Linked DNA regions of Mus musculus: regions 2, 3 and 4 are each linked to region 1. The links are chromatin contacts, called in public HiChIP or PLAC-seq and promoter capture Hi-C maps. All regions are on one chromosome and are shown on one strand. The core of a region is the stretch at or near the end of the contact, and the rest is flanking DNA. Distances in the headings are between cores, read along the strand shown.

The links. Promoter capture Hi-C pulls out the DNA fragments that hold promoters and counts their contacts. HiChIP or PLAC-seq counts read pairs in DNA pulled down with a chosen protein or histone mark.
Region 2: a contact with region 1 is called in a promoter capture Hi-C map of second pharyngeal arch cranial neural crest. The contact joins the enhancer-like site here to the promoter of Ajuba in region 1. A contact is called at or near these places in 13 of 39 promoter capture datasets (the 3T3-L1 cell line, the C10 cell line, the HPC-7 cell line and 9 more), 8 of 484 Hi-C or Micro-C datasets (cerebral cortex, cortical neurons, embryonic fibroblasts and 3 more), 8 of 115 datasets of contacts at active chromatin or transcription factors (bone marrow-derived dendritic cells, embryonic fibroblasts, embryonic stem cells and 3 more) and 3 of 9 other capture datasets (adipose tissue, liver and pancreatic islet).
Region 3: a promoter capture Hi-C map of hematopoietic stem and progenitor cells shows a contact between it and region 1. The contact joins the promoter of Rnf212b here to the promoter of Ajuba in region 1. A contact is called at or near these places in 5 of 39 promoter capture datasets (embryonic stem cells, hematopoietic stem and progenitor cells, hippocampal neurons and 2 more), 2 of 484 Hi-C or Micro-C datasets (the G1E-ER4 cell line and cerebellum), 3 of 115 datasets of contacts at active chromatin or transcription factors (bone marrow-derived macrophages and embryonic stem cells) and 1 of 9 other capture datasets (adipose tissue).
Region 4: a contact with region 1 is called in an HNF4G HiChIP or PLAC-seq map of pancreatic cancer cells. The contact joins the enhancer-like site here to the promoter of Ajuba in region 1. A contact is called at or near these places in 1 of 484 Hi-C or Micro-C datasets (nephron progenitors), 3 of 115 datasets of contacts at active chromatin or transcription factors (embryonic stem cells, extraembryonic endoderm stem cells and pancreatic cancer cells) and 2 of 9 other capture datasets (adipose tissue and liver).

Annotation. Positions count from the first base shown.
Region 1 is chr14:54,574,870-54,580,131 of GRCm38.p6, forward strand. It overlaps Ajuba (ajuba LIM protein), which reads right to left and starts at 2,792. Exons shown (of 8, transcript NM_010590.5): 1 at 1,363-2,792. The coding sequence starts at 2,395.
Region 2 is chr14:54,440,696-54,446,279 of GRCm38.p6, forward strand. It overlaps Mmp14 (matrix metallopeptidase 14 (membrane-inserted)), which reads left to right. Exons shown (of 10, transcript NM_008608.4): 10 at 1-1,761. Among named protein-coding and RNA genes, the nearest start is that of Gm24424, 6.6 kb to the right of the region's middle. Within about 2 kb of position 3,111, at least 120 of the 459 cell types and tissues checked have an H3K27ac peak or open chromatin away from gene starts, as enhancers often do. A contact at or near this core is called in adipose tissue, bone marrow-derived dendritic cells, embryonic fibroblasts and 5 more, where this site is marked.
Region 3 is chr14:54,811,120-54,816,096 of GRCm38.p6, forward strand. It overlaps Rnf212b (ring finger protein 212B), which reads left to right and starts at 3,031. Exons shown (of 15, transcript NM_001370899.1): 1 at 3,031-3,166.
Region 4 is chr14:54,380,125-54,385,175 of GRCm38.p6, forward strand. All of the region lies in intron 2 of Slc7a7 (solute carrier family 7 (cationic amino acid transporter, y+ system), member 7), which reads right to left. Among named protein-coding and RNA genes, the nearest start is that of Oxa1l, 22 kb to the left of the region's middle. Within about 2 kb of position 3,612, at least 65 of the 459 cell types and tissues checked have an H3K27ac peak or open chromatin away from gene starts, as enhancers often do. A contact at or near this core is called in extraembryonic endoderm stem cells, liver and pancreatic cancer cells, where this site is marked.

The DNA of each region.
Region 1 (5,262 bases), core at 1,542-4,041:
TTTACAGCACTTTCTGAGCCTTTCTTACTTTGGGCTCTGATGGCTTAGCCAGTGAGGCTTCTTTTCCCAGCTCACTCTTGGGCCTCAAAAGGAAATTCCTAAATGGGCCCTGCTACTGTCTCCCTTGATCAAAGTGATTTATATCGTCTGCCCTGCGTCCCCCCTTCCCTAGAAGGTGAAAAAAAAGGTGTGTGTGTATTGAATTCTAGCCTACTAAGGTTCTGCTGCTACCTTTGAACTTCCAGTTATCCTTCTCTGGGGGGGAGGGGGGACGACTAGCCGTGGGGGGAGGGGCAAAGGAACTTGAATGCTAGGGGAAAAAAATCGAGGTTACTTGGAAAACTGGAGACCCCCCAGAGTCCAGGGGCGAGTGGGAGTACACATTTAAATCCTGACTACTTTTTATAATTAAGTAATGTCTGTGAGTTTTGATAACACCCCACCGCCCAGCTCTAACAAGCGATCGACACTTCTTTAAAATTTCGAGTATTGGAGAGAGACCATGGCCAGGTTTCCTCAACAGGAGCAGGGAGGCAGGGCTACTTCCTTCTGGATGCTGGTCAAGTTATGGAGGGACTCAGACAGGTAAAACTTGGTAGTCATACGGAATAGGTGTAATGGTCTCAAGCGGGGTCACTGGTTTTGCCCTGATTTCCGGAAACTGGTGAAAACAGGCGGATAGGTACTGGCCTATTTTAAAAGGCCACCAGCACACACCTCACCATCAGGACTGGGGCGGGACCGGGCAGGACTTGAATCCTTGCTTTCCTATCAGGCTTCCCTATCAGGCTCCATTTCCCCGACAGCAGGCAAGACTGCGCGGGAGCTAGCAAACATCCCCCAACGCAAGCACACGCTCCCCACCCCTCCGCCTGGCGGGCGTCGCCCACGGCACCTGGAGCGCCAGGGCAGGAGTCGGCACGCACGCGGCCGCCCGCCCCGCCCCCCGCGCATTCCCCGAATTCCTACGGGTGGAGCAAGGAGCGGGTGGGGGCGCGGCACGCCGGAGCTTGCAGGAGCCCAGCCGCGAGGGGGGCGCGAGAGGATGCTCTCCTGGCCCCGCAGCGCCTCCTCCTCCTTCCGAGGCCTCCTACTGCGACAGGCCGTCGTGCCACGATGCTTGAGAAAAATGGGACTCCCGAGAAAAATCAAGAGTTGAATTTGTCAGGGATCATCAGCCTGGTTCCATTAGAAACCTGGCTGGACTGAGCAAGTGCTCTAGGGTCCGCCCTTTTCCATATTAGAAAAATCTGGGGTCTCCACCTGCAACTCCCGGCCCCAGCAATTTGTGCTGTCGGGGCGATGGGTAACCGCACACATTGACCGGTCTCTCGGTTCCCTAGCTTCTTCTTTCCTACTTACCAAAGTAATCTTCTCTGGCCTCTGGCTCCCGTATCCGTGATCGGGAGGCCTCTGGAACGAAGGGACCAGGAGACTCCTCCAGACCCGACGGCTCAATCCCCGAGGGTTCCCCGCGAGCACCCGCTTCTCGCCCACCGGTAGCCACGGTCAAACGCAGCAATGCTGTTAGCTCGTCCTGGTAACGGGCCCCCGCGGCGCAGTCCCCGTAGCCTGTAACCGAGTGTCGTCCGGGTTGCGCCCCACGTCTCTCCAAAGGACCCGCTGTTCCCACCACGGCTCCGGTTAGAGCTCCGGGGCTGCCCAGGGCCGGGGGGTACGAGTGACGGCTCTCCTGGCAGCCGAATCCCACGGACCGATGGGCACATAGTCGGTCCAGGGCAGCGTGGAGCTCCGGGTAGGCGGACGGAGCCCCTCCAGGGTAGCCCGCAGGAGCAGTGGTCAGCGGGAGGCCGAATAGGCACGGCCCCGCGGGCAGCGGGCTCCCGTGGCGCTGGTCGTAGCCCATGCTGATGCCGCTGGTCCGATTGCTGCACGGCCGGCTACCTCCGGCTCCGCTGGCCCCGGCTCCGTCCAGCAGCAGGCTGCCCCGGGGGCTAGATGGCTTGCTCGCATCGCTGGCCGAGCTACTGGCGAAGCTGGAGCGAGGGCTAAGGGCTGGAGCCGTGGTCTCCAGCCGAAAATCAGGAGGCGACGACAGAGGCAGAGGCAGGGCTCGAGTGGGCGGCGGCCCCCCGGGAAAGGACCCTTCGAAGCGCTGCGCTTCAAAGGAGCCGCGTGCGTTCCGCTCGGCGTCCAGGGGCCCTTGCTCCCTGGCCGGTTCCAAAGGTTCATCTCCAGGCCCCCCATTCGCTCCACGGTGTCCTGACTTCCTAGGTCCCCCCAACCCGCTTAAGCGTCCCTTGCCTGCTCCGGGGGTCCCATCAGACCCAGACCGGCTCGCTTCGCCCTTTCTGCGGCCGAACTTGGCGCTGCCGGAGTCCGAGAGTCTCAACTTTTCTAGCAGACGACTGGCTTTCTCCCCTAACCGTTCCATGCCCACGGATCTGGGGCCTGCAGCCCCCTCCTCGCCCGGCACGCTGCAGTGTTTCGGCCAGAGGCCGGGCTCGAGTTCCCCGGGGCTCGGATTCCTGGGATGCAAGTCACTCACGGGGGCTCAGCGAGCGGCCCAGGTGCCGGGTGCCCGCGATCCCGAAGCATGCCCCAGCGAGAGGGTCCGCGCGCGGCTGGCAGGGCCCACGGTAGCGGCTGTCCTCCGCAGGTCTGTCCACGCGTCCGCTCGCGCCACCGCCCGCCGGCCCGGCCCGCCCCCCTGGCTCTCACTTGCACGGACCCAACTTCTCCAAACTTTTGTCTGCCTGGCCGGATCTACTTTCCGGGAAGGGCGGAGCGCGGTGTGCACCCCGGGTTGAGGTGTCCGCGCAAGGATTTCCTGGGCATCACAAGCAGGGAACTGTGGAAGCTGCCTCCGAGGTGGAGAGCTGCAGACAGGACGTAAAAGGTCAAGGGGCAGATTGGGCAGCTGCGTCCACAAAATTCAAGAGTTTAGACTGGGGGAGGGGGAGTGAAAAGGAACTCTTTGTTTACAGTTGGAATGCGCGGAGGGGCACTGTGGAATGTATCCATCAACGTTGGGAAGAAAAGGGCTTGTTCTACAGAAATATCGTGATACTGTTCCTAGAGTGAGGACTGCGGGGGAGACGGTGAGAGATGTCACAGAAGTGATAAGACAGGGGGCCAACCGTAAGAGGAAGATGAAAGGTGGATATGTAGGAGGTCCAGAGACCCGTGTGTAAAGATAGCTCTGAGAGGCAAGGAGGCGCAGGCAAGAAGTGTGGGAGCTGCAAGACCAACGAATGCATAAAGCAGGGAAAGGACAAGTTGGTCCGGAGACTTGAGAGACAAACAGATAAGCTGCAATAAAAAAAGCACTTTCTAGCCCCATGATTCTCTGATGGTGGAGTGGGAGGATACGAGGTTTATGTGCTTATATGAAAAGAAGCGAGGAAAATAACAGGCTGATCCCTGTCGCTAGAGGGACAAGAGGAAGATTTAGTGTGTACATAAAAACACGGAGAAAGGTTTTGGACTAAGGCAACCCTAAGGGCAATAGAGCGAGACACGGGAAGAGACACCCCCTGGTGTTGAGAAGTGAAACTTTTAGCGAGCATTTTAGGTGGCTAGAGATCAAAAAGTGTGATTTTTTCAGGCAAGGTTACACTCTCCCAACTCCGACCCTCTCATGGCTTCCTCATAAGAGGCTGATGGCAGAGTGGACAGCCATTCTTAAGGGGAGTGGACTAGATAAATGTTGAGGGTGGAAAGGGGTAAGACGTAATAATGACCAATGATCAAGGAAAGACACGCTTGACTAAAACCAGAACCAGGCAGCTTTTGTTTTCTATCCAAAAATAACACCTCAGATGGTGAGAGATAGGAAATGGTGGGAAATTACTTTCTTTCCACCCACCCCCAAACGGGGTGGGGGTGGGGGTGGGGGTGGGGTTCCTCTGGGTAGTCCTGGCTGTCCTGGAACTCACTCTGTAGACCAGACTGGCCTATAACTCAGAGACCTGCCTGCCTCTGCCTCTCACGTGCTGGAATTAAAGGTCTGGGCCACCACATCTGGCTTCCTTTTTGTATTTAGGGTCTATGAAAATGACACGCACACAACTCATGCATATTATTTTCATTTGTATATTTTGAGAATCTTTTATAATTTTATATCCCTAGGGAGTGGGGAGGAGAAGGCAGGCATTGCGTACCTATTCACAGCACTGAGAAGTCTGAAGCCAGGAGAACAGATGGTTTGAGGTCGGTCTGGGTTATGTAGTGAGTTCTAGGACAGCCTGTGCTACATAAACCTTTCTCTCAAAACAAAAAGGCCAGGGATTCTGACACTGCAATTAACCCAGGCACTCAGGGAGGCACAGGCAAGATGATCTGTGAGTTCAGTGTCAGTCAGGGCTACGGGGCGTCCCCAAACCACACCAAAAGGACAAGGAAACTGACCTCTTTGTCTAAGTTGTATTTTAACTCAGAATTGATTTCTCTAGATAGCCAGTCTGTCCCTGGTCAAGACTACAGCTTTTCTCTGATCTCTAAATTTTCCTCTGAGGCTAAAAACATCAGTAACGAAGTAACCTGTCAGGTTGCAACCCATTGTGGGCAGCTTTTTCACAACTAGCATGAGGGTCCTGCCCAACCCCCACCCCTACCCCCTGATGCAAGGATGATTGAGGGTCTTCCAGGGATGTCTGAGGTCTCAGCACACCTCTAATATTTAGAAGTTTTGACTTTGGGGGTGAAGAGGAAAGTGACCCTGTTATTTAGTTTTTTGAGATGGGGTCTCTCTGTGTTATCCTAGAATGGTATGTAGAGCAGGCTGGCCCTGAATTCAGAGATTCTCCTGTCTCTGTCTCGCAAGTGCTGATTAAAGCTGTGTACCACCACCCTAGATGAAAGAGAAGAGGAAAACGTAAGAAAAGTTTTGAAGCTCCTAAAAAGGCCTACCCAAAGTCTGGCTTGGCTACAGTGGGCATAGCTGGGACGAACAGCTGGGGTAATAGGAAGCAGAAACTTCCTGTTAGAGGACAAAGAGGCGCCCTGATGGAGCACGCCCCACCCAGTAGGCTCATGCCCTCAGGGGAAGTCCAGCCTGGGGCTGGAGCTCCAGAAGCAGCCCTCTTTTATTTATTTTTGATCATATTTATATTTGTTTGTGTGTATCTGTGTGTGTGTGTGTATGAGTGTGTGAGCACGTGCACGTGCACTTATGCAAGCACACCCCTTGATGCTCATGTGGAAGCCAGAGGACCACTTACATTTCTCTTGCTACCATGAAGGTCTTTGGGTTGTCATGCTTGCCAGCAGAGCCACTAAGTCACCATGCCCTTTGTTTTG
Region 2 (5,584 bases), core at 1,861-4,360, 130 kb before region 1:
TCTACCACAAGGACTTTGCCTCTGAAGGCCAGTGGCTACAGGTGGTAGCAGGTGGGCTGCTCTCACCCGTCCTGGGCTCCCTCCCTCCAGCCTCCCTTCTCAGTCCCTAATTGGCCTCTCCCACCCTCACCCCAGCATTGCTTCATCCATAAGTGGGTCCCTTGAGGGCTGAGCAGAAGACGGTTGGCCTCTGGCCCTCAAGGGAATCTCACAGCTCGGTGTGTGTTCAGCCCTAGTTGAATGTTGTCAAGGCTCTGCACTTGAAGGCAAGACCCTCTGACCTTATAGGCAACGGCCAAATGGGGCCATCTGCTTCTTTTCCATCCCCCTAACTACATACCTTAAATCTCTGAACTCTGACCTCAGGAGGCTCTGGGCATATGAGCCCTATATGTACCAAGTGTACCTAGTTGGCTGCCTCCCGCCACTCTGACTAAAAGGAATCTTAAGAGTGTACGTTTGGAGGTGGAAAGATTGTTCAGTTTACCCTAAAGACTTTGATAAGAAAGAGAAAGAAAGAAAGAAAGAAAGAAAGAAAGAAAGAAAGAAAGAAAGAAAGAAAGAAAGAAAGAAAGAAAGAAAGAAAGAAAGAAAGAAAGAAAGAAAGAAAGAAAAGCTCACAGAGAGTCTGGTGGCTTGGACAGCCAAGTTCCTCTCCACAAAGATCTGCCTCTATCCAACCCAGTCTGGAGAACTTCCAAAGGAGCCTGAGCCATTAAGGACTAAATGGGTTTGAGGAAACCCTTGGCAAACCCGACCCCTGACCCCTGAATGTTAGCCTTGAATGTCAAGTTCAAGGCTGGAAGAGCTGAAACCAGGGGGAAAGGTCCCGGGTGGAGTGAGGTCAAGGGGAGACAGCAGGACCTGAAGGATGAGCCTCACAGCTCAAAGCAGACAAAGACCTTGTTCAAATGCAAGTCACTGGGGCTGGGACCCAAAGAGAGCAGTCAGAGAGGGCAGGACACGAAGGGTAGTGGTGGCAGTGTATGCCTGGGAGTCTGCACAGACTGCAGTGCACACACGGGACACTAGTCCCCAGGAGTGGGCACATCTTATTGGATGTCTCAGAAAGGGCCTTAAGGGAAGCCACACTGGCCACTTTCTGTCCCCTTGCTCACAGTGTAGAAGGCAAGGGTAGGAATTGATACAGGAGTGAGAAGAACATGCATACAGGGACTCAATGGAGACCAGAGAAGGCTGTCAGCAGCCTGGGCTTGCTTAGACTTCCTCACTGCCCTAGTGAGGCAGGTGTCTGGGTGCTGTTGGTTAGGGTGGCCTCCCTTTCCTGATGCAGGCACCCCTCAGCCCATTTTACCTATGTCCTGCCCTTCCTCTTCCCCGCCCAGTTGACCCATTTGAAGTCTCCTTCAGCCACTGAAGGCGGTCATGGTACTGGGGACTTGGGAGAGTGAGACCCTGTGGAGGGAGAGGCGAGGAGAGGAGAGAAATGTCTGGGTGGGGGTTGGGGATAGGGGTGAACGGTGCTGGAAGCCCAGCTAAATTTCTGTCTTGTTTGGGTTTTTTTTTTGTTTTGTTTAATGTATATTTTTATTATAATTATTATATATGAATGCCATTCAAATCGTTCCTTTTTGTTAACAAGGGGCATGGGGAGGGGTGGGGGGTGGAGGGGGGCTGAGGCGACTGACCCCAGAAACCTGCAGGGCGGGGCTGGGTCAGTGCTCTCTAAGGACATTTTTTGACCTTGTTCAACCTTTCCAAGAAGAATAAACTGTGTTTCACATTCTTTGTGTGACTCGAGCTGGGTGTAGGGGTGGATACGATGCGATGTGGCCAAGCAGGGCTAGGGAGGGCAGACACTAAGAACAGCATTTCCCATGATGCAGGTTTTAGTATTTGTCATAAATATTTATTCTTAGATTGATAGAACTTAAGAGTTGCAGTTGGGGAACAAGTCATACCCCACTGGAGGTTAGAGGAGTGACTGGAAGAACCCATATTTCTCCCCCCAAAAGCCTTAAAAGGCTACCTTTGAGAATCAAGGCTGCCAGAATAAGAGGAAGTGGTCAAGCTGAGGCCATTTGGAAAATCTTCCTAAATTGCATTATTCTGCCGTGTGATCTCGCCACATTTGAGTTTCCGCATAAATCTGTCCCTTCAGCAAGGGTATTCCCATGGTCACATTAGTCTGAAGTTCAATGACAGGCCCCAGGACCTAAGGAGACCCTTCCTAGGGAGGTCCTGCTAAAGCTGGGCATGGTGGCATCTTTACTCTATGGAGGCAGGAGGTCAAGGCTAGCCTGGTCTACATGAATAAGATCTAAACTAGCTGGGGCTACACAGTAAGGGGTGCGGTAGGGGGCAGAGAGGTGGTGGTTCTTATAGTCCTGAGACCCTGCTGTTGGATCAGGAGTCTAGAGACGAAAAAGAAAAAGTTTTCTTCATGGTCTGCGCTCCAAGGAGTGTCCTCTCCCTGGCACAACAGAGTTCTTCCATTGTCCCAGAAGATCCAGGACCCTCAGGTTGGAAGGGTTAAATAACAAGGCTTTGTTTCCATTTTCCATAGAAACTGCTGCCCTAGACAGGGTTCCTAGGCTGTTGACCCTCCCTTCCTCCAAAACCAGCCTGAAGGGAGGGGTCAGCCCAGCTGCTGAGTCAGCTCAGCTGAAGGAGAGCAGCCCCCTTCTCCCGCCTTCCCTTCCTGCCTCAGCCCAGTCTTCCCTGGGCTCCCGCCCAGGTCCTCCACAGCCTGCCTTCCAGAGCCTGGCTCCACCCATGCCCTCTTCCATCCAGCTGCTCTGCAGGGTCCTTGGTATGGTTACTTTGGCAGATGGGGTACCCTACCTTCCTGCCAGCCAACAACCCTGACCCTGTGCCTGATCACCTGTGCCTCTGCTGCCAACAGCTGTTTGCCAGGGCCCCGTGTGTCTCAGTGAAGTTAGGAACAGCCTCCACCGACCGCCACCTTCACCAAAAAGATTTGGAGCTGAGGTGGCCCTGGGGAAGTCAGGGGCATCTAGGGGGAATCAAGCCCGTTCATGTGACCAAAAAAAAAAAAAGTAAAAGATGAGCTAATGGCCCCTTTGTGTTTTTGTGGTCCACATCTGGAGGTAATTACAGATGTTATCCAGAGGGAATTCTGCAAAGCACAGCTGGAGCCAGTGGAAGAGCCCAGGAGGGAAGAGGAGGGGGAGCCCGGGAAAGGAGTGCGGTTTCCCCATCACGAGGAAATTGTTTGGCTGGGATTCTGGAATCACAAGATGCTCTCTGAAGCCAACGAGAGAAATGGGAATGCAGAACTGGAGACAAAGGGAGATGAGCTGGAGGATGGATTCTGCGCAGACCGGACTGTGGGGTGGAGGCCGCATGTCTGGTGCTGATGATGTACTTGAGCCTGCCCACCCCACCCCGGGACCTTGGAGGGTGCCTTCGTGGTCATAAGGTCCCACTTGAGTGAGCCACCGTGTCAGGATAGGATGACAGGAGGCAGAGGGCCCTCTGGCTCCCAAGGACCTACCAACTGTTTTCACTGGCCTGGCCTGGCCTGGCCGATTTGTCTGCTGGGCCTGACCCAGTTTCTATGGTTCCAAGTTCCTTTATTCGAAAGCAGTACTTGTGAGTTGGGGCAGCCAGAAGGAGCCAGTTGGAATATGTGAGGAGGTTTGGGCTGCCCCAAGGACACTGGGCTAAGAAGATACTGGAGTGGGAAAGAAGGCCAAGAAGGAGCAGCAGTTTGCCCACCAACGCACCCCGTGGGGGGAGGGGCCTCTCTTTACTGCACTCTCCCTTTCCAGGGGTCCTGATAGCAGCAGGTCCAAAGCCTCTTGGGCTACCAGCCAGGCAGGCCAGGGAAGGGACAGCCTAAGAGGAACTGCACTCTCTGCAAGAGAAGATGTCAGAGAGACATCTCCACACATTACAATTTGGTTAGCCGTGGTGGTCCTTCCCTGCCCATTCTCAATGCCTTTACCCATTAAACAGACTTCCCAGCTACCTCTGTATCCTTGCTGTAGGCCTTCAGTATACAGAGCAAGGTCTCAGTTGGAACCAGTTCCTTAGTTCAAATTAGCCCCATATCGGGACTAAGGACGTGGCTCTGTGGGAGAACATTTGCCTAACATGAGCAGGACTAAATGTGATCCTCAGCACAGCAAAGCAAAACTAAGACCCCCCAAAGAAACTTGGGTGGTTGCTCTATGGAAGCAGATTCTGACAAGGTTCCTTGGGCATCTCTTCCAGTGTAGCTCCATGCAGCCAGTATGCTTTGGGGAACTGACAGGATATCTGTGTTTGCTTGTTGGACCATGCAGCAGATCAATGAAGGCAACCAGGGTAGGGAGGATGGGGCATGGGAGAGGTTCCTCAGAAAGGACAGCCAGTTTGCACCCTTTGCTTCTCAGAGGTAGAAGCAAGTGTTCAGAAGGAAGGAAGGTAAAGGCCACATGGACTCAGAAACCAGAGGGGCTAAAGGTGCTTACATACAATAGTAGGGGGTGTTGGTGAACACCTTGATAAGAATAGGAGGCACCAGGGGCTGGAGAGATGGCTCAGCGGTTAAGAGCACTGACTGTTCTTCCAGAGGTCCTGAGTTCAATTCCCAGTAACCACATGGTGGCTCACAACCATCTGTAATGGGATCTGATGCCTTCTTCTGGTGTGTCTGACAGCTACAGTGTACTCATATACATAAAATAAACAAATCTTTAAGAATAGGAGGCATCAAAGCTTTCAGAGGAATGGCTACTATTCCCATTAAGTCCCCAGAAAACTCCAGCCTTAGCTCAGACAATTGTCCTACAGTTCCTGTACCAGATCTGTACTCACCTCAAACCTTAGTCTATTTCTCCTTTAGGAAACCAGTTTTCTATACTTACTCCTACCCCTTAGTGCCTTTTCCCCTCAGTCTGGGAGAGACCCAGTGGCAGACTGCGCTGGGGCTAAACAGCCAGGGTCTGGAAGGCAGGCAGGCCTGACTGGACAGGACCCAGCTTCCCAATGAGCTCATACACATACTTTCCATGCTGGTGTGGTGCCAGTGGCTTAGTTCCTTCGGAGCCTGCTTTCCTCAGCCCCCTCGATGCTCCCTTGCCATTAGTCCTGGTGCTCCACAGCAGGACTGTTAGACTCCTTAAGCCAGGGCTGTCATCACATCCCCAGGGGGGGCAGCTTACTCTGCATGCTTGCTGAGGCCAGGTCCCCCTAAACAACTTATCTCCAGTCTTTGTGGCCTCTGTGGGCATAAAAGAGATAAGCTGCTTCACAAAGGCCCAGGTCTGTGGCTGGGGGTATGCCTCAGTCCATAGAGGACTTGCCTACCATGTGCAAGACCCGAGTTTGATCCCAGCACCCCATAAAACCAGGTGTTGTGACATACATCCATAACCCTAACCCTAGCACTCAGAAGATGGAAACAGGAGAGCCAGCTTAGGTTACACGAGACACTGTCCGAAAACAGACACCTGGGTAGAAAATGACCGGAGAGCAAGCAGACAGTAGAGGCGGTACTGTGATGGCTGTCGGGAGGGCATCCACTGAGGGCCTGAAGTAGCTCACTGACTCAAGTACCAGATGGGCCTGGGAAGTACCTCAGCACAGCTCATATCCTGTTCATTCACTGGATTTC
Region 3 (4,977 bases), core at 1,781-4,280, 240 kb after region 1:
TGTTCTCCCATATCTGGGTAACAGAATTTCCCTGAGCCTAACAGATGGAAAGTGATACTTTGATGGCATTTTCACTGGTATGTTTCTTATTAAAAGTGAGGTTATAAAGTTTCTAAAATGTTTTAAGGGGCTTGGTGAGATGGCTCAGTGGGCAAAAGAGTTTGCCATGTGCCTTCCTTAGGGTTTTATTGCTTTGAAGAGACACCACAACCATGCTTTTGTTTGGAGAAATGTGGACTTTGAAACTTTGCATTAGAATTAGTTGAATGCTTTATGTGGGATGGAATGGGCTATTCTAGTAGGAACGTGGAAGACAGAGGTGCTGAGAGAGATTTAAACTGTGGAGGCCTGGCTCAAGAGGTTCCAGGGGAGAAGAATACTAATTTGTGTCTGAGAGACCATTCTTGTGATATTTTGCCAAAGAACGTGGCTGATTTCTGCCTGGGTCTGAAAAGTCTGCCTGAAGCTAAATTGAAGAGTTTTGGATGAGTTGCCTTGGCAGAGGAAATCTCAAAACAGCCCAGTATTGACTCTGCTGTGTGGTTATTGCCGTTCACTCTTTCGCAGGTCTATAAAGAAAAGTAACCGCCTTAGCAAGGAACAATAGAAAAAACCCGCACAATTTGAGGTCTCAGAAGGTCAAGCCCAGGCTCAGTGGCTCACCGTCTCAGGAAGACCTGTTGCCTGTAGATCCAGATGAAGAACTGCCAGCTCCTTCTCCAGCACCATGTCTGCCAGCATGCTGCCATGCTTCCTGTCGTGATTATAATGGACTAGACCTTTCAGCTGTAAGCCAGTCCCAATTAAACATTTTCCTTATTAAGAGTTGTCATGGTCATGGTGTCTTTTCACAGCAATAGAAAATCTTCCTAAAGGCTGGCAAGATGGCTCAGCAGGTAAGAGCACTGACTGCTCTTCTGAAGATCCTGAGTTCAAATCCCAGCAACCACATGGTGGCTCAAAACCATCTGTAATGAGATCTGACGCCTTCTTCTGGTGTGTCTGAAGTCAGCTACAGTGTACTTATGTATAATAATAAATAAATCTTTGGGCCTGAGTGAGCAGGGACTGACAGGAGTGAACAGAGGTCCTAAAATTTTAATTCCCAACAACCACATAAAGGCTCACAACCATCTGTACAGCTACAGTGTACTCACATACATAAAATAAATAAATAAATCTTTTTAAAAAAGTGATACAAAGAGAAAAGAATAAATATTTTTTTAAAAAAGAAGAAAACCTTACTAATACACCATATAAGTCTAAATTCAATCATGAGGCCCATGGTGAAAGGTTAGAACCAACTCCAAAATGTTGTCTTTGACCCCCTACAACTTCCACATGCACACACACTAATAATAACAATAGCCACAATAAATAAAATAGTTTAAACCATTCAAAGGGTGTTGCTTTTGCAGTGGCTTGAACACAGGGTCTTATGCACACTAGGCAAATGACCTAACACTGAGGTGGACTCCCAGTCCTTACATGTCATTTTTATTCTTTTCTAGGGACTAACCATTCATCTATTTGATTCAAGTTTTATAATGTTGTTAACATTTTTAAAAGCTCCCTGTATTTTAAACGTATTAGCCTTGTATTATATAAGTGGATTCCACAATTTGTCACTTAGCATCAAATTTCACCTATGGTGGGTTTTGCCCCCCACCACTGGGTTTTTATGTGTGCTCTTTAAGCAGAAATGTTTTTTGTTTGTTGTTTTGTTGAGAGGGATGCTGGAGAGGTGATGCTGGCCTGGGTCTGCTTCTGCCCTCAGGTGTGCGCAAAGGCACCTTTGCACACAGGGCTGGACAGGAGGGAAAGAAGCTTACCATGCAGGTGGGTTAGACAGAAACTTGGTCATCTAGATGTGGGAGAAACAGGCTTCTCGGGAGATAGTGTTCAGTGACACAGCTCTCTTTATTGGAGGTGAACAAGAGTGATTCCCTTTATTGGGATTAAAGGCGTGGCCACCACTAGCAGGCTTCTGTATGTTTATTGTTACGCTTCTAAAATTACATGTTTCTAAAATCTTATAGGTGCTCTATACTTTAGCATTTAAATAAAGTGTGTTTCCACACACAGATATGGGGTTTTCTCCCCATAGGTTATTCTTGTTTGGTTGGTTTTCATCTTTTTTCTTTAATTTTTAGAGACAGGGTTTGCTGTATGTAGCCCAGGATAGACTGGAGCTTACTATCTAGACCAAGCTGACCTAAAAACAAAAGAAACACCGACAACCAGCGCAGTGGAAATGTTTATTTTCTTTCCTTTTTATCGTTTTTTTTTTCTTCTCTTCCCATCTCCTTTTGCTCCCCTTTTCTTTTCTTTTTTGAGTATAGGGCCTTGAGTATCACAGGTTGTAACTAGGCAGGGGTGAAGCTGAGATCTTCCATCCTCCGTCTTCACCCTCCCAAGCATACCGCCAGGGCTGGGTTCATTTATTCAAACAAACAAACAAACAAACAAACAACCCCAAAAAGCTAAACTTTTTTTCTGGAGGTCTGTTTGTTGTGAGTTTATAGCCAATCAGCCTCTATCCACATAACAACTTCTTAGTTTTTCTATTTCGAATTTATGCTGTACTTTTGTTTTGTTTTGTTTTTCGAGACAGGGTTTCTCTGTATAGCCCTGGCTGTCCTGGAACTCACTTTGTAGACCAGGCTAGCCTCGAACTCAGAAATCTGCCTGCCTCTGCCTCCCAAGTGCTGGGATTAAAGGCGTGTGCTATCATGCCCCGCAATGCTGTACTTTTAAAGCTGCCATTATTTCTATTTCATTTTAGATTATGCCAAAGCTTCTATGGCCTTGCGACTCCGTTTCTTTTTGTTTTGGGGGTCGTTTGCTGGAACATTAATAGGCTCATTTTTCCCTCTCTGCTTCCATGGTAGGTAACAAGGGGCTGCTTCGAAGACCTCCTGGACTTATCAGGCCACCGTAGGACCCACCTGTCTGTCGAGGCCTGGCTGCTTCTGCGGCTGCGCAGGAGGATCAGCGCCCCGCCCCGCCCCCACCGCGTGCTGGTTCAATCTGGCGTGCGCAGCTTCGAACCTGGTGGCCGTGCCCTGGGCGGAGGCTGCTTGTTTTCCCGCCGTTTCCTGTGCCTCGTGAGGGAGAGAACCGGATGGTCTGAGAACAGAAACGTTGGAACCCGGCTGCCAAGCTGGTAGGGGCACGAGCTAGAAAGGGTCGAGCTGGAGGCCGCGTGAAGGCTGGCGGCCTCTTACCCAAGCCAGGCATGGCCGCTTACCACTTAAGTGTAGCCGCGACTGGAACCCCCACCCCCACCCCCAGCTTGGTGCTGTGGGGACGGCTTATTTAGATATTTATTTGCTCATTCATTCATTCATTGACAGGTTCTCACTACATACCCCAGGCTGCCCTGGAACTCACTGTGTAGACCAGGCTGGCCTCCAACTCACAGTCAGTCTGCCTGCGTCTGCCCTCCAAGTGCCAGGATTAACGTCCTACGCCACCTCACCCTACCATTTAGTAAATTAAAGAACATTTTACATTTATTTGTGTAGTTGAGTGTGGGGCATGCGAATAGTTACCGGGTGGTGGTTCGCTTGCCGTGGCGCACACGTGGAAGGCATGGGGCAGCCTGTGGGAATCTGTTCTACCTGTGGACCCCAGGTATCAAACTCAAGTCACCCTACCCTTGTCCCTCTTAACCGATGAGCCATCTCTCCAGCTCCATCGATCATAAATCTTAAACGGCAGATTTTTATTTCATTTTGTTTTATTTCTTGACACAGGGTCTTACTATCTAACTCTGGCTGGCCTTGAAATCTCAGAGGTCCACCTGCCTCTGTTTTCCAAGTTCTTGGACTGAAAGTGCATGCCACTTCACTGGCTAAGTGGCAGAATCTCTAAAGATGGGGTGCAAAGTAACCTCATTGACTTTGTAAGCCTCTGCATAAACTGGCACTCTAAAAATGAATTGTTCAGAGAGGATTGTGATAGCGAGGAAGAAACTTGTTTTATTTTAACAGCTTAAATATTAATTTATATTAAGAATTATATTTATAGATGTATTATTTATAAAAGTCGATCAATTATATTATGCTAATTAATAAATATTAACTAGCATATCCAACATATTTTGTTGTGGTTTTTAGAGCCCAGGGCTGTTTTCAAATGTCAGTTTCTTCATTAAAAAAAACTCCTACAGCCTGGTCTGCAGAGCAAATTCCAGAACAGCTTGGGCTACACAGAGAAACCCTGTCTGAAAAAACAAAACAAATAAACAACTCCTACAAAGTGGGCCAACAGGATGGCCCAATGGGTAAAAGTAGTTGCCATTTATGTAGAGCTCATACTTCCCAGAATCAACATGGAGGGAAGAGAGAAACAATTCTCAGAAGTTAACTGGGACCTCTACACTTGCCTGTGGCACATGTTCGCTCCACCCATGAAATAAACTTTTTTTTCCAACCCCACAAAATAACTTTTGTTTGGATATATATTTAAATTATGCAAAAATTGCTGTTAGAAAAAAAAATCGTACCATATGAGTACCATGTGAACGGAAGGACTGTTTAATGTAGGAACATGTATTTTCTACAGAATCAGGAGAATTGGATTCTAATTCCAGAATTACCAGTAAAGATGGAATTTTGGATAAATTGGTTAGGTGTGGTTATAATCATGTATATCGTGTGTCCATGTGTGGGAGGGGTGGGGATGAGCCTGGTCATGACTTAAGACACCTTCTTGATCTGTGACTGGGTTTCTGTGGGGGAGGCTGTGTTAGCTGAGACTCTTATCATCAACTGCTTCACTTTTATAAGACGTGCCCAAGTGTGGTCTGTCTGATCCACCACTGCCTATTGGCTGCTTTCTCTGCCCTATGAGTAAAGACACGGGCTGGGCTGGGGCTCAGTGGTGGTGTACTTGTTTAATGTTCATGAGGCTCTAGTTTGAGCCATAGCACCTCACAAATATGGCTTTTTTTCATTTTTTAAAAGATTGTTT
Region 4 (5,051 bases), core at 2,362-4,861, 190 kb before region 1:
AGGGGGGAGCAAGAGGCAGAGGCAGCAACCCTGCGGCCCATCATGCAGCCTCTTCAGCAGGCAGCATCTGCACCCCGCACCCCCAACCCTGCGCCCACCCCCCATGCCACAGGGAATCAATGGCCAGCTTCTTCTAGCTCAGCGACTGGAACGCCCCCACAGAGCACTTGACTGTCAAGTCTCCCTTCGGTGGCTCTCAGAGCAAAGCTGGCCTTGCCAGTGAGGAAAGGGAAGGCCAACGTAGGTCTTGGTTGATTCGGGCTACCAATACAATCTTTTAAAAATAAAAAATCCAAAGAAAACAAGAGAAACCACTCCAAGCCCAAGGGCAGCAGCTCAGGCTCTCACGCAGAAGACTGGGACAGGATCTCCTAGTCCAAAGGAGACTCCAATTCCCCAAACCCCAAAACACAATCCAAATATCCAGAAATGGGCTCAACCTGGACTAGAGGAGGATTTCTGGAGGTTAGATAAAATCCGGCATTCCTCAGGACCCTACAAAGCCAGCTCCCCTCTACCAAAAGGAGTCTTTCCCCATCACTGGCAGAGGATACAAATGGCTACCTGTGGTAACTATTCGCATACGCGCATACTGGCCTCTAGGCTCCCTCAGTACCACAGGCACCTGTCAAAGTCCACACTAGCATCTAGCTATTCTCACCTCCTCCTCTCCCTAAATTCCCTCCAGTTCACAGGCTTCCCTCCCCTCCCCCCCGGGGGGGGGTACTCACTCTTCTTACCCTCCCACTTGTCTCCCCCACCCCTCACTCAGCTCCACCCCCCTCTGCTCTTGCTTTTTGTTCTATTCTCTATCCCTGCTATCCTCCCCTCCCTCCAGATAGCCCTGCCTGAGTCCAGTCTGCTGGCCATGTTCAGTCTCCTGCTTGTTCTCTCTGCTCTGGACTCTTCCAGGGGCCTCTGGTGGATCGCTTTCTCTTGTCTACAATAAAAACCCTCCCCTTCACCACACCATGGAGCAGTTCCTGTCATCACTTTATACACCCACAAATTTTAATCTGAGGTCACCTTGGATTAGATAGTGACTCCTAAACTAGCCTGGACTATAGAGACCCCATCTCAGAAGGAAAGAAAGCAATCTTACTAATTCGGAGTCCTGACAATGCCCCCAGGCTCCACAGACCTCCTACAATTATTAGGTCCTGGCCTTGTTGTGATTCTGGTCCAGAGGCCTCCACTAAGAAACAGGGAGAATAAGCCATCTTCTCTTCCAGTCTTTCTTCTAACCTTACTGTGTCTGTGTGTATGCGAGTGCACACAAATGAGGAGTGTGTGCTCACCCCTACAGGCACATGAGTGTGCACTCACCCCTACATGCATACGTGGAAGCCAATATCGGGTGTCTTCCTCCATCACCTCTCTACCTTATCTTTTATTATAGTTATTCCCACGTAAGTGTGCATGCCACAGCACACACGTGGAGGTCAGAGGACAACTTGTAAGAGACAATTCTCTCCTTCTGCCATGTGGAGCTCAGGGGTCAAACTTAGGCCTGGTGGCAGGAGCCTTTACTGGCTAAGCCACATTGTCAGCTTGTCCGCCCTACTCTTTTTTGAGATAATCTCCCTGCACCTGGAACTCATCGATTTCCCCCAGGTACTCAGCAAGCTGACTCTTTAAGCAGGCCCTGAGGGTCTAAACTCAGGTCTCCTTTCTCGAGCACCAGGCACTCTGCCCAGTGAGCCACCTCCCCAGCTCCCTTTCTACGTATTACCCACGTTTTTTTCTGTTTTCTTCTGAGGAGATTTCTGGCTCTACTCAAATACATGTCTTTGTGCCTAATAGACATAACAGTAAACAACCAAACCTTATCGAAAGGCTGAGCAAACACGTACCCATCGCTCCAGGCCACCCCGGTGCTAAGTTAATCATTAAAGACGGTAGTGTACTGTCTCCTCAGTAATCCCACAAAATAACGTGTCTTTATCTTGCCCTCCACAAGCCTGTCAGACACTGCTCTTCCTCAGCCAGTGGTCCATCCCTCGCTACCCACTGGACTTCCATCCTGAGCTATTTCAACACCACGAGAAACCTGTCTCTCCCTATCTGGCAATGGCCACTCTCCACCTTTAGGCTCTGCAAGCCAAGTTTTCATTAGAAACGCCAAACACAGATGTGCTTTGCCTATGTATGCTCAGGAGAGTGGGGGCCCCTAGAACAGGAACCCCCTGGCAGGAATGAAGACATTCTAAAGTGAAACTTATATCTCTCCCCACTTTTGGCTAGCAGATCATTAAGCCGTGGTCCCAAGTAAGTTGGAATTTCCTTAGGCATCCCGTGCGTAGAAAAGAAAAGGGCTGAAGCCTGGTGCCGGCTGCAGGAAAACCTAGTGACTCAAAGTGATTTCACACAGCGTGGCATCTTCTCAGGCCACTTTGCTAGAGACATTAGAACTAAGGCGATGAGGACCAGGGTGGTGGAGACCATTCTTTTACCAGGGCTGCTTAGCTGTGCATGTCTCTCACCCTCTATTTAGACCTAAGCCTCATATTAGAATCTACTGAACCTCTTTGCTTGTTCGTTTCCCTTCCCAGTGTTGCCATACTGAGTGCATCTCCCTCTGCATCTACTCTTACTTTGTCTCTTTGAGTGGCCAACGATGCCCCAGGGTGGGCCAGCCTAGCAGGGTAACCATAGGTCACAGCATGGGACTGGAATAGACTTAAAGGACTACTTCTGCTTCGCAGAGTCTGCAGCTCCATGTCACAGGGCACTTTGTCTTGGTTCTGTTCACGGTCATGAGCACAGACAAGACAGCTGACTCACGCCTTTTCTTACAGCGACCCCGGCCAGGAGAATGCGGAGCAGCGGTTCTCAACCTTCCTAATGCTGAGACCCTTTAATGCAGTTCCTCATGCCACAGTGACCCTCCCCAAACAAAAAATTTTGTTGCTACTTCACCATTTTAATTCTACTACTGTTATGAATCATAATGTAAATATATGTTATGTAGGGTATCTGACATGTGACCCCTGTGAAAGGGTCATTGGACCCCCACGCACACTCATCGAGGTCACAACTCCCAGGCTGAGAATGTTGATATTTTGATCCCTACGGCTAGGATCACTTCATCCCTTCTGTTACCTGCCATGTTCCCCACTACTGGGGAACAACCCCCAGTCACAGACCCCCATCATGTCCCGGTCTGCTCTCTGTACTGAACTTGAGGAGGGGAGGCTCAATTTGAATGCAAAACCCTACACACAGAGACGGGAGCACTGAGAGAACCGGCTGAAGGGAGCTGGCTCACACCTTGCACAGCTCCCAGCTTCCTCCAGAGAGCCTGGCCCTGGGAACAGGAAATGAATAAGGCAAGCCTCAATGCTGACTAGGCTCTTTGTCCCCACCCCTAACAGATACAGCTGACCAGAGTCCCCAAAGCTCAGCCAAAAGTATGGCTCTTGAAGCAAAGCCCCACCTCCTGCTGCGGAGTCAGAGGAAGGAGACCTCAGGGTTAGAATAATAGGGATGGATGCAAGTTAGCCTACAGACAAAGACACCTGCCCTTCTACCCCGGCGGGTAATTCAGTCCCCACCCAATACTGAGCCAAGTCCATGGGAGGATTGCCTAAAATGACCTTTAACCTTGACCCAGCTGCTACTCTATCCCTGCAAGGCAGCTGCTGGGAAGATGACACTCCTGCAACCTGAAGAGGCACTCCAGGACAGGTCAACCCCAGCAGACACAAAGTCTCTGGGGAGGATGCTGTCATGAGGGCCCAGAATCCGCTCTAGAACAAAATGGAAATGCCCAGGTTGTTCTGAAAAGGGAAGGTGGGAGACCGATCAGTTAAGAGTACTTGCTGCTCTTGCAGAGAACCCATGTCTAGTCCCCAACACCCACACAACTAACTACCCATAACTCCGGTTCTAGGGGACCATACACAATTTTCTGATCTCTGCAGGATCCTCCATGCACACGACACACACATGCATCCAGGCACATACACATAAGATAATTTTTAATCCAAAAGTAGCAATACCTTTAGCCTGCTCTGATCAATGCCCAGGTTTAACTTCAAATAGTCTAAAGTCTCACCAACAAACTGTGAGTCCTTATCCCGTAGAGATTAATCCTGAAGCTTACAAGTTAAATGTTAATGATGCTTAGATAAGCTTCAGTACTCTCACGGGATGGGACCACAGCAGCGACAACGTACACTGTGCTGGAGTAACAAACGTTGGTCTCATTGTTCACTCTACTTTTGCATTAATATGTGCTTGCATTTTTCCACAATATGCTCTTCTTAATTCATAGAGTTCAAAATATAACAGAATGAAATTAATACCATCAAAGGATGTCAGGGAAGCCCTGTCTCCTTTCCCGCTTCTTACATGTTTTGTAATCTTTATTGGGAAAGCAAACTGCCTTTTTCTAATCTGACAATGTGTGCCACACGCCACAAGTCCAGACCGTCTATCTGGTCCTGCACCTGTTCTAGCCTTCCTGTCTGCATGTGCACCACATGAGTGCGGGTGCCTGAGAAAGCCAGAGGCCTGAGCTACAGGCGACCTGTGTGAGCCACTCCCTGTGGGTGCTGGGAATCTAACCCAGATCCTGTACGAGGGCTGTGACTGCGGAGCCATCTCTCCAGCCCTGGTTTTCCTGCACTGATGGAAGATGGCTTACATCGCAATAGCAGACCCTGTGTGTGGTGGTGTGGGTTGGCCTTTAATGCCAACACTGGGGAGGCAGAGAATGGTGAACCTCTGGTTTTGAGTTCCAGGCAGGCCAAGGGACATAGTAATACCCTGTCTCAAAGACAGAGAGAGAGAGAGAGAGAGAGAGAGAGAGAGAGAGAGAGAGAGAGAGAGAGAGAGAGAGAGTCAGAGTCAGAGTCAGAGTCAGAGTCAGAGTCAGAGTCAGAGTCAGTCTGGTAGGGCAGTGATGGTACTCATCTTTAATCCTAGTACTCAGGAGGCAGAGATAGATCTCTAAATTCAAGGCCATCCTGGTCTACAGAGCCAGGTCCAGGACAGAGAGGGGGGGAAAAGTCCAACAATGAAAGTAACCCTTCTCCCTAAGGTAAGGA